Regions from separate parts of the Ovis aries genome. Here regions 1 and 2 are each linked to region 3. A link is a contact called in public Hi-C data. All regions are on one chromosome and are shown on one strand. The core of a region is the stretch at or near the end of the contact, and the rest is flanking DNA. Distances in the headings are between cores, read along the strand shown.

The links. Hi-C and Micro-C count contacts between places; a contact is called where the count stands out from the background.
Region 1: a contact with region 3 is called in a Hi-C map of muscle, with 2.3 times the contacts expected there. The contact joins the enhancer-like site here to the promoter of ANKS6 in region 3. A contact is called at or near these places in 2 of 16 Hi-C or Micro-C datasets (muscle and omental adipose tissue).
Region 2: a Hi-C map of liver shows a contact between it and region 3, with 2.7 times the contacts expected there. The contact joins the enhancer-like site here to the promoter of ANKS6 in region 3. A contact is called at or near these places in 3 of 16 Hi-C or Micro-C datasets (liver, muscle and skin fibroblasts).

The regions. Positions count from the first base shown.
Region 1 is chr2:48,881,935-48,884,634 of ARS-UI_Ramb_v3.0, forward strand. The region is part of intron 3 of COL15A1 (collagen type XV alpha 1 chain); the gene reads right to left. Among named protein-coding and RNA genes, the nearest start is that of COL15A1, 25 kb to the right of the region's middle. Within about 2 kb of position 1,322, at least 30 of the 54 cell types and tissues checked have an H3K27ac peak or open chromatin away from gene starts, as enhancers often do. A contact at or near this core is called in muscle, where this site is marked.
Region 2 is chr2:48,862,344-48,865,236 of ARS-UI_Ramb_v3.0, forward strand. COL15A1 (collagen type XV alpha 1 chain) reads right to left here. Exons shown (of 42, transcript XM_060409273.1): 8 at 1-18. Among named protein-coding and RNA genes, the nearest start is that of COL15A1, 45 kb to the right of the region's middle. Within about 2 kb of position 1,453, at least 3 of the 54 cell types and tissues checked have an H3K27ac peak or open chromatin away from gene starts, as enhancers often do.
Region 3 is chr2:49,039,189-49,041,888 of ARS-UI_Ramb_v3.0, forward strand. It overlaps ANKS6 (ankyrin repeat and sterile alpha motif domain containing 6), which reads left to right and starts at 1,347. Exons shown (of 15, transcript XM_060409274.1): 1 at 1,347-1,747. The coding sequence starts at 1,401. LOC114112967 (a long non-coding RNA gene) reads right to left here and starts at 1,171. Exons shown (of 2, transcript XR_009599195.1): 1 at 99-1,171.

The DNA of each region.
Region 1 (2,700 bases), core at 72-2,571, 160 kb before region 3:
GTGGGAGATGTGGGTTCGATCCCTGGGTCGGGAAGATCCCCTAGAGGAGGGCATGGCAACCCACTCCAGTATGCTTGCCTGGAGAATCCCATGGAAAGAGGAGCCTAGTGAGCAATGGTCCATAGGGTTGCAAAGAGTCAGATACGACTCAAGCGACTTGGCACACACACTCGCAGCTTCATTTCAATGGGGGTTTTTCAACCCACTTTTCCATTCGTGAATTTGATAACATTTGTGAAACCCCCACATCATGCCTTGTGTGCCCTTGGGGATGTGGAACTGAAACCAGCATGCAGGCTCTCAAGGAGTTCCTGATCTAGATGTCTCTGTTAGCAGCCAGCCATTTATGCTACTCACAAACTCCAGAGCCTTCAATGGCTCCCCAGCACCCTCAGAATCAAGTCAAAATTCCACTCAAGACACCTTGATCCATCTCTTCATTCTCCCCCTTTTTCTGTTCTTGCCTTTGCTCACTCTGTCCCTTCTATTGGTAACACCTTCCCCTATCTTCTCACAGCTGAATCTTTCTAAGCTCACTCAGCTGCACCCCAAGACCCCGGAGCTTCACTCCTACACTATACACAGAGCCACAGGCATGACTCCCCCATTCAAATAGCCTCATGAGAGCTTGGCAGAGAGCAGGCACTCAGAGCTGTGGCCTGAGGAAGGAGACAGACAGGTACAACTGGGCCTCACTCTTCTCAAGTCTTTGGTGTGGGCACCGGAGTACAGCTTTGCAGCAGAACCTCCAGAGGGCACAGGGAAGAGGAATCAGACGGCTTTAGAGGTGGACTGGGCAGAGGAAAATCTGAACAGTCACCACATGGTGCACCTTTCCTCCCAGGGGTCCAAAGCTAGCTTCCATGGAAACTGGGACAGAATTCTAGTGATGAAGAAACAAACAGGGCAGGGTTCAGGCTTTCTTTCCACAGAGATGACAGTGACCAGAGGCCAGAGGAGGTGAAGAACTGGAACCCTTCCCTCTCTGCCTCTCCAGGATAGCTAACACCTCTCTTCCCCAAGCAGACCTCAGTTTCTCCTTCTGCGTAATGGGCAATCAGCCTTTCCATCTGTGGGGTCCTGAAGCAGTGCCTGGGGTTAGCCTGGGCTAAGGAACTTTGCCTCCTTAGGGAACTGCATCTGGCTTTACAAAGCTCCATCTTCATCTCACAGATGAGTATCTGGGACCTGAGCCCAGTGCTCGTGCTTGTCAGCCACAAGGGACTGGGGAGCATTCCTCTGGCTCTAGGTCAAAGAGGGCTGCAGAGAGCCAGACAGGGAGGATGAGGACACTTCGGGAACGCGCGCGGCAGCGGCCCCTGGTGGCCAGACAAAGAACTGCACCCATGAAACGCAAGAAAGGCTTCCTGGGTTGTAGCTGAGAGGGACACTGTCTGCGCCTAGGGAAACTGGGAGAATGCGGCCCCAACAACAGACTCAGAGTCAGGTCTGGAAGTGACCCAAGAGAGCCGGCCTGAGGTCAGTGGGGAACTGTGGACAAGCCAGGACTAGAACCCAGGTGACTCTGCCCCTTTCCTACCCCGGCTGTCTGGGAAGGCAAAGGCTCCCCTCCCTACATCCCATTTCCATCGCAGCTGTGAAGACTACAGAACACTTCAGTCAGCTTCAACAGCAACTCACTGACTCCTCCCGCTCCCACTGGGGCAGGCACGGGGTCCAGATGACCCGGGGTTACTGGAGCCAGCAGGCTAAGTATGCATAGTTAAAGTGCGCGTGACTGCCCTGGAGGCCCCAGCAGGGCATCTCTCTCCTGGATTTCCCTGCACTCAGAGGGGAGATCCCCAATGCCTCCTGCGCTGCCTGCTGCGAGTTCACCAAGCCACAGACTTGATGCAGAAAATGCGCAGCTCACCATCTGGAGAAGGAGCTTCCTCCACCACATCCCCTTCTCACAACGAAAGTCCATCCGGTTACTGCTTGCATATGTCCACTGTCCAGGAGCTCATCCCCCACTCCAGGGCAACCCCGGCCACTGCTGGGCAAATCGAAGTCAGTAAGCTGAGGCATGTCCCCCTGTAGCTTCCAGTAAGCTGAGGCATGTCCCTCTGTAGCCCCCACCCGCCTGGCTGGGCCTAACTCTGCCCTCTGGACCACACACGAGTCAGCCTGGACTTCCACACCATGGCCTCTTGGACATTATACAGGGTGGGACCCTAGCCTGTGAGGCAGACTCTTGCCACCAGCCCAATGTGGCGGTCTCCTTTCTCTCTGAGCCTCAGGTTCCTCATCTGTGAAATGAGAGGCTTGCATCAGATGGCTTCCAAAGGTCCTTGCCAGGTCTCAATGTCTCCAATTTTGCATCCTCCTCTCCCATCTGTTTTCCAGTTTCTCTAACCACTCTTAACTGCTGGTTCCTTCAGCCCACAGCCTTCGGGCCTGGAAGGAATGACTCCAAAAGGGACCAGCACAAATCCAGCCCTCCCCTCACAGATGTCCTTGCTTTTGGGCAGCGCAACCTGGCCGGAGGCGGTGAGCACTGTGCCCAGGAAAATGTCATGGCTCTGCCTGGGAGGAAACATCACCCCACCCAGCCTGGAGTCCCCGAGGCGCCCAGCTCTACCTGACTCCCTTCCCAAGGAAAACGAGTGCAACAGAATTCCTCCTGCAGGGGCTCTATCTGCACCCAGCAAAGATTCAAGAGGTTCTTAGAAAAACCTACCACCCAATGCATTTCTTAGA
Region 2 (2,893 bases), core at 203-2,702, 180 kb before region 3:
TCAGGATCTCACCAGACCCTACAGGAAGCAGGTGTTTTTCAATGAATAACTGCACTTTGCAAGTGAAAAAGAATGAGGTTTCTTTTCATCTATGACTTGAAAAGATGTTTGTAATACAGGAATAAGAGGGAAAAAGTGCTGCAGAAAGACAGATGCCGAAAGGCAGTACTGCAAGGTGATTTTAATTACAGGCTCCAGCATCAACTGTAGGGTGAGAACCCAGCGCGGCCGTTTACTAGGAATGTGACCTGTGGCAAGTCATTTAACTTGTGGCTCAGGTGACTTGCCTAAAAAGAAGGGATTGTAATTCCTATCTCATAGGGTCATTTTGAAGAATATGTGTTACAACGATTAATTAAGCTAACATAAGAAAAGCATTGAGGACAGTGCCTGACATACAGTTAGCAATGGATAAATGTTCATTGTTAGTGTGGTTCTATATTTGTAAAAGGAAAAAAATATGTGTATGAGAATACATGCTTTATTATCATTAGATATATCATCATCAATATATAATTAATATATTATTATACATAACATATAAAATATATAGATACATACACATATATGCGTGTGCAGATAAACCACACATACTAGGCTAAACCACAGTACTTAATATTGGTTTCTTCCAGAGGACAGGAGAGGAAACTACCCTTTTTTTGGTTCGTACAACTCTGCATTGATTGAACTGTTACCGCAAGCACATATTTCTTTTGCAATTTAAAAAACAAATGGAGTCCTAAAGCAAAGAAAAAGACATTAAACTAACACAACTGCCTGCCTGTTATGGGCTAGGTCGCAGGCTAACTCGTGCCATGCACTCCTTCCTGGAATCCTCTGGCTGGCCCATCAGTGCTCCCTACAAGGACCTCCCACCGCCTCACAGTCGGTGGGCAGAACCAAGGTAGGAGTCCCACGTTTTCAGTCTCCCCATTGTCACCCCACGGCATGTGTCCTGCTCTGATCTGCATATTAGCACCTTGTGATTATTAGTCCCATTTTGCAGAGGAAGAACAAGGTCCCACACAAGAGGCTGGGAGGGGCCCTGAAGCCAGCCGTTTACACACATGCTGTGCTCAGCCATATCCCGCAGTAAGGACGGTGTCAAAGGGAGGTGCTGAACTATTCGAGGGAACCTGTGCCCATGTGCACTTTAAAAAACTGAGTGTCCTGGAGTCATCAGCCCCTCGCCAGTCACTCTCTCATTCTCCCTACTCTGGCCACCAGAGGGTGCTGTGCAAGCAGCCAGATGGACCCCAGGCCTCTGCTTCCCCACCCCTTGAAGGATGAAGGTGAGGGTGGCTCAAATGTCCTGTGCCGGGATGGTGTCAGCAACCCTTGGAATACAACTCTTGGGAGGCCTTCCCTAGCCAGAGTTGGGGCTCGGGGTCCAGCTCCTTCCTCTACAGATCTCTAGCCAGCTCTGCTGTTTCCGCTTGGCCTCTCCCTGCCACAGAAGGAATCTGGCAGATGCTGGGAACAGGCGAGCTGCGAGGCGAGCTCAGACTGGGTCCCACCTCCTACGCACTCACTTCTCAGTCTAGGAGAGGCCTCGCCTCCCAACCCTGCAGTCTCTGCCCTCTCCTTGCTCCTCTCTCTGAGATCCTAATCACCCCCTGGAGAGCAGCATCCGCAGCTCACAAACCACTTCCATACCTGCAGTGGCAGTATCATGCATCGAATGTAGCGGCAACATTCAACCCTCTCATCTACCCGGGAGGCAGGGGTTGTGAATGCTCCCAGTGGACTGAGGAGGAATTCAAAGCTTGGAAAGGTTGAGTAGCTTGCCCAGACAGCAAATAAGTGGCTGAGCAAGGCTTTCGTCCAAAGTGTCTACTCTCAGCCAGCAGTCTTTCCATAGCTACACCCTGACTCCTTGCTGGTATTGTGACTTTATTAAATTAGTATACAATTTTTTTTATTCAGTACTATATACCTTCTCTCATGAACAGACTTCCCAAGTTTACTTGCTAAAATAACATTCATTTACTGATGAAAGTAAAAGTGTTAGTTGCTCAGGCTTGTCTCACTCTTTGCAACCCCATGGACTATATATAGCCCACCAGCTCCTCTGTCCAGGGGATTCTCCAGGCAAGAATACCAGATTTGTTAGCCATTTCCTTCTCCAGGGGATCTTCCTGACTCAGGGACAGAACCTGGGTCTCCTGCATTGCAGGCAGATTCTTCACCATCTAAGTCATCTTTTTAGACTTATAAAATACAGAAGAAAAAAGAAAATGAAAACCGCCTATAATCATGCCACCCAGAGATAACTACTCACAAGATTTTATTGTATATCATTCTAACACACACACACATACTAACACACACACAGCTCTATGTGGCAATATATAGATATAAGTAACATATACTCAAATTTAGGGTCATAGCACACATATAGTGTTAAAAGCTGCTTTTCCTACGGAGTTCACCACGACCACGTCCCTGGGTAATTAAATCTTCTGTGTAACCAGTTCTAGGGCTGCACGTGTGAATGTGTGTGTGTGGGGGGGGTCTTGTGCCTAAATCTCGGTGCTCTGGTGTTGGTTACAACTTACTTCAATTTGAATGGCTACCCCTCTGATAAAGGGCAGAAAACGCAGGTTGATCTCAGGCTATGGGCACATGTCCAGCTGCTGCTCAGGGGACCTGTCAGATCCTGGACTTCTACCGGGGCTCCTCTGTGTGGCTGAGCAATGGTGAGAGCCTCGGATGGGGAACCAGGAGGCCAGGCTTGCTGATAACCTCCGGGGTGTCTGCCATTCTCTGGCCATCCATTAGTTTCCGCTAAGTGCCAACAGGAGTTTAGATGGCCTGATCCTCTGAGAGTCGGTGAGTTTGTGGCCAAGGCTGGAAAGAGTAGGGATTCTGGAGTCAGGCCTGAGTGTTGGCT
Region 3 (2,700 bases), core at 97-2,596:
TAAAACGACATCCCAGCCTTTAGTCCATTTACTTGGATTTTGTTATGTTCTGTTTCTTGTTTAAAAACACATAATAATTTAACATACAAGTTACTTACTTGCTTGTGCCTGTCTCTTTCCACTGTCAGGCCCAGAATGGCAGGGAATTTTATTTTCCATTCCCTGCAGTTTCTCCAGCACCTAAAACAGTGCCTGGCACATAGTAGGCACTCAATAAATACTTCTTGAGATAGAGAACTGGACTAGATGTCAGAAAACCTGGGTCCCAGTCACAGCTTTCCAGCATGACAGTTGTGTGGCCTTTAGCCAGACAAAATGTCTTCAAGCCTTAGTTGTTGTACAGTTGCTAAGTTGTGTCCAACTCTTTGTGACCCCAAGGACTATACCAGGCCAGTCCTCCATGTCCCTTACTATCTCCAGAGTTTGTCCAAGTTCATGTCCATTGAGTCCTTGATGCCATCCAACCATCTCATCCTCTGTTGCCCTCTTCTCCTTCTGTCTTCAATCTTTCCCAGCATCAGGGTCTTTTCCAATGAGTGGGCTGTTCATATCAGCCTTAGTTACGCCGTAAATTGGAGGTGATAGTCTGGGCCCTTCCCCGTGGCCGACAGCATTGCTGTTGAGGATCAAACAGTGAGTCTCAAACTTTAACGTGCTTTAGAATCACCTAGAGGGCTTAAGATACAAGTGACAGGACTCCATATTCGGTTTCCGATTCAGTAGGTCTGGGTAAGATGAGAAAACTTGCATTTGTAAAATGTCGCAGATGGTGGTGCTTCAAGAACCACTGATGAAGAGACACGAAGGTATAGGAGGTGCTTGTAACCCTAACGCCTGTCCCAGACAAGAACGGCACTGATGGCCGGGCAGGACATTGTGGGAAGACAGAGTGGACCCAACTGTACCTTAACTCAGTCAACGACCATTTAGGAGGCGCCACGTTAGTGCCGGGTGCCGAGGGTCAGCGGCGCGTGCCACAGGCCTCTGAGGCTGTGGTCTCAGACCTCGGCCCAATGGTCGGGAGCTCGCAGCGTGAGGAGGGCTGGAGAGGCCGCTCCGACCTCCGTACGGGGCAGGAAGTCTCTGGAGCTGCGAGGAGGACCCCAAGCGGGCGCCGAAAACTCAAAGCCGAACTCGCAAGCTCGGCGGCGGACGCTGCCTGGAGCTTCCCGGAACCCGCGGTCCACCCCCGCCCGGTTCCCCGCCCCCGGTGCGGGCTATTGAGGCGCGCTCTCGCCCCGGGCGCGCGCCGGGCACACAGTAGGCGCGCGCCCCGGCGCTCCGCGCACGGTCGGCACACAGTAGGCGCGCGGGCCGGCGGAAGTGGGCGCCGGCGTGCGGTATCCGGGGGCGGAGCTGGCGCGGCTCGCCCGGCAGACAGACCCGGGCCGCGGGCCGCAATGGGTGAGGGCGGGTTGCCCCCGGCCTTCCAGCTGCTGCTGCGCGCCTGTGATCAGGGCGACACGGAGACTGCGCGGCGGCTGCTGGAGCCGGGGGCTGCGGAACCCGCGGAGCGCGGCTTGGAGCCCGAGGCGGGCGCGGAGCCGGCGGGGCCCGAGGCGGCCGGGCCCGGGGCGGCGGCCGGAGCGCCGGTGCCCGTGGACTGCTCGGACGAGGCGGGCAACACGGCGCTGCAGTTCGCTGCGGCCGGGGGCCACGAGCCGCTGGTGCGCTTCCTGCTGCGACGCGGCGCCTCGGTCAACAGCCGCAACCACTACGGCTGGAGCGCACTCATGCAGGCGGCCAGGTGAGGGGGTCGGGGGTGCCATGGAGCCTGGGTGGTGTCTAATGACCCCCTGGGCGCGGGTGGGCTCAGGCGGTCGAACCTGCCCGGCGGCCTCCAGCAGACGCTCCGGGAGGTTAAGAGTGAAGTACTGATTCGAGAGAGTTGAAACTTTGAGCAGCTAGGGATACGAGCTAGAAGCGGACGCGCTTTTTAATAACGTAAAATTAGAATCCGAAAAGCATCGGCCTTTCAAACACAGAATCTGGAGACAGCAAATAGAATCTTAGCGACTTAGAAGCTCAGTGATGTTCATTGCAGCAAGGGTTTCCCAAAGAACCTACCTACCCACCCTGGCTTGGTGTTGGGGATGCTGCGGTACTCAGATAAAGTCCCCACGGAAGCAGTATGCCAGTGGGCGGGCCAGGCCAAGGAACAGACTTCATGGGGGACAATCTGAGGGAGCTCTTGGAGAGCCGACTTAGTTTCAGGAAGTGAGGGAAGGTTTCAGGTAAGGATGAGGTATATATTGTCGAGACCTAAGGATACCTGGATAGAGGGAGTGAAAGATGGGTGATAGGTGCAAAGGTTTGGGAGCTAAAGTGAAATATGCATTCGTAGGACTGCTAGAACAGTGTTGTGGCTGGAAGGGGTTGGGAGTAGTGGGAGATGAGTCTTCTCTGGAGAGAAAGAGGCAGATGCCTGGTGGCAAGGCTGGGAAAAGTGACAGTTCGTAAGGGCACTGGGGAGTAATGGAGTGTTCTAGGCAGAGCAAGTGACAGAATGAGATTTATGTTTGGAAAGATCACTTTTACTGCAGTTTGAGGATGGCTTGGAGGAGTGAGCTAGAATCAGAACGTCTGGTTAGGAAGGGATTGCAGCAACACAGAAAGAGGTGATGGTGGCCTGGACCAGAGCAGAGATGGCTCTGGGAGAGCAAAGAAATGAGTTTGAGATGTATTCAGGAAATAGGATGA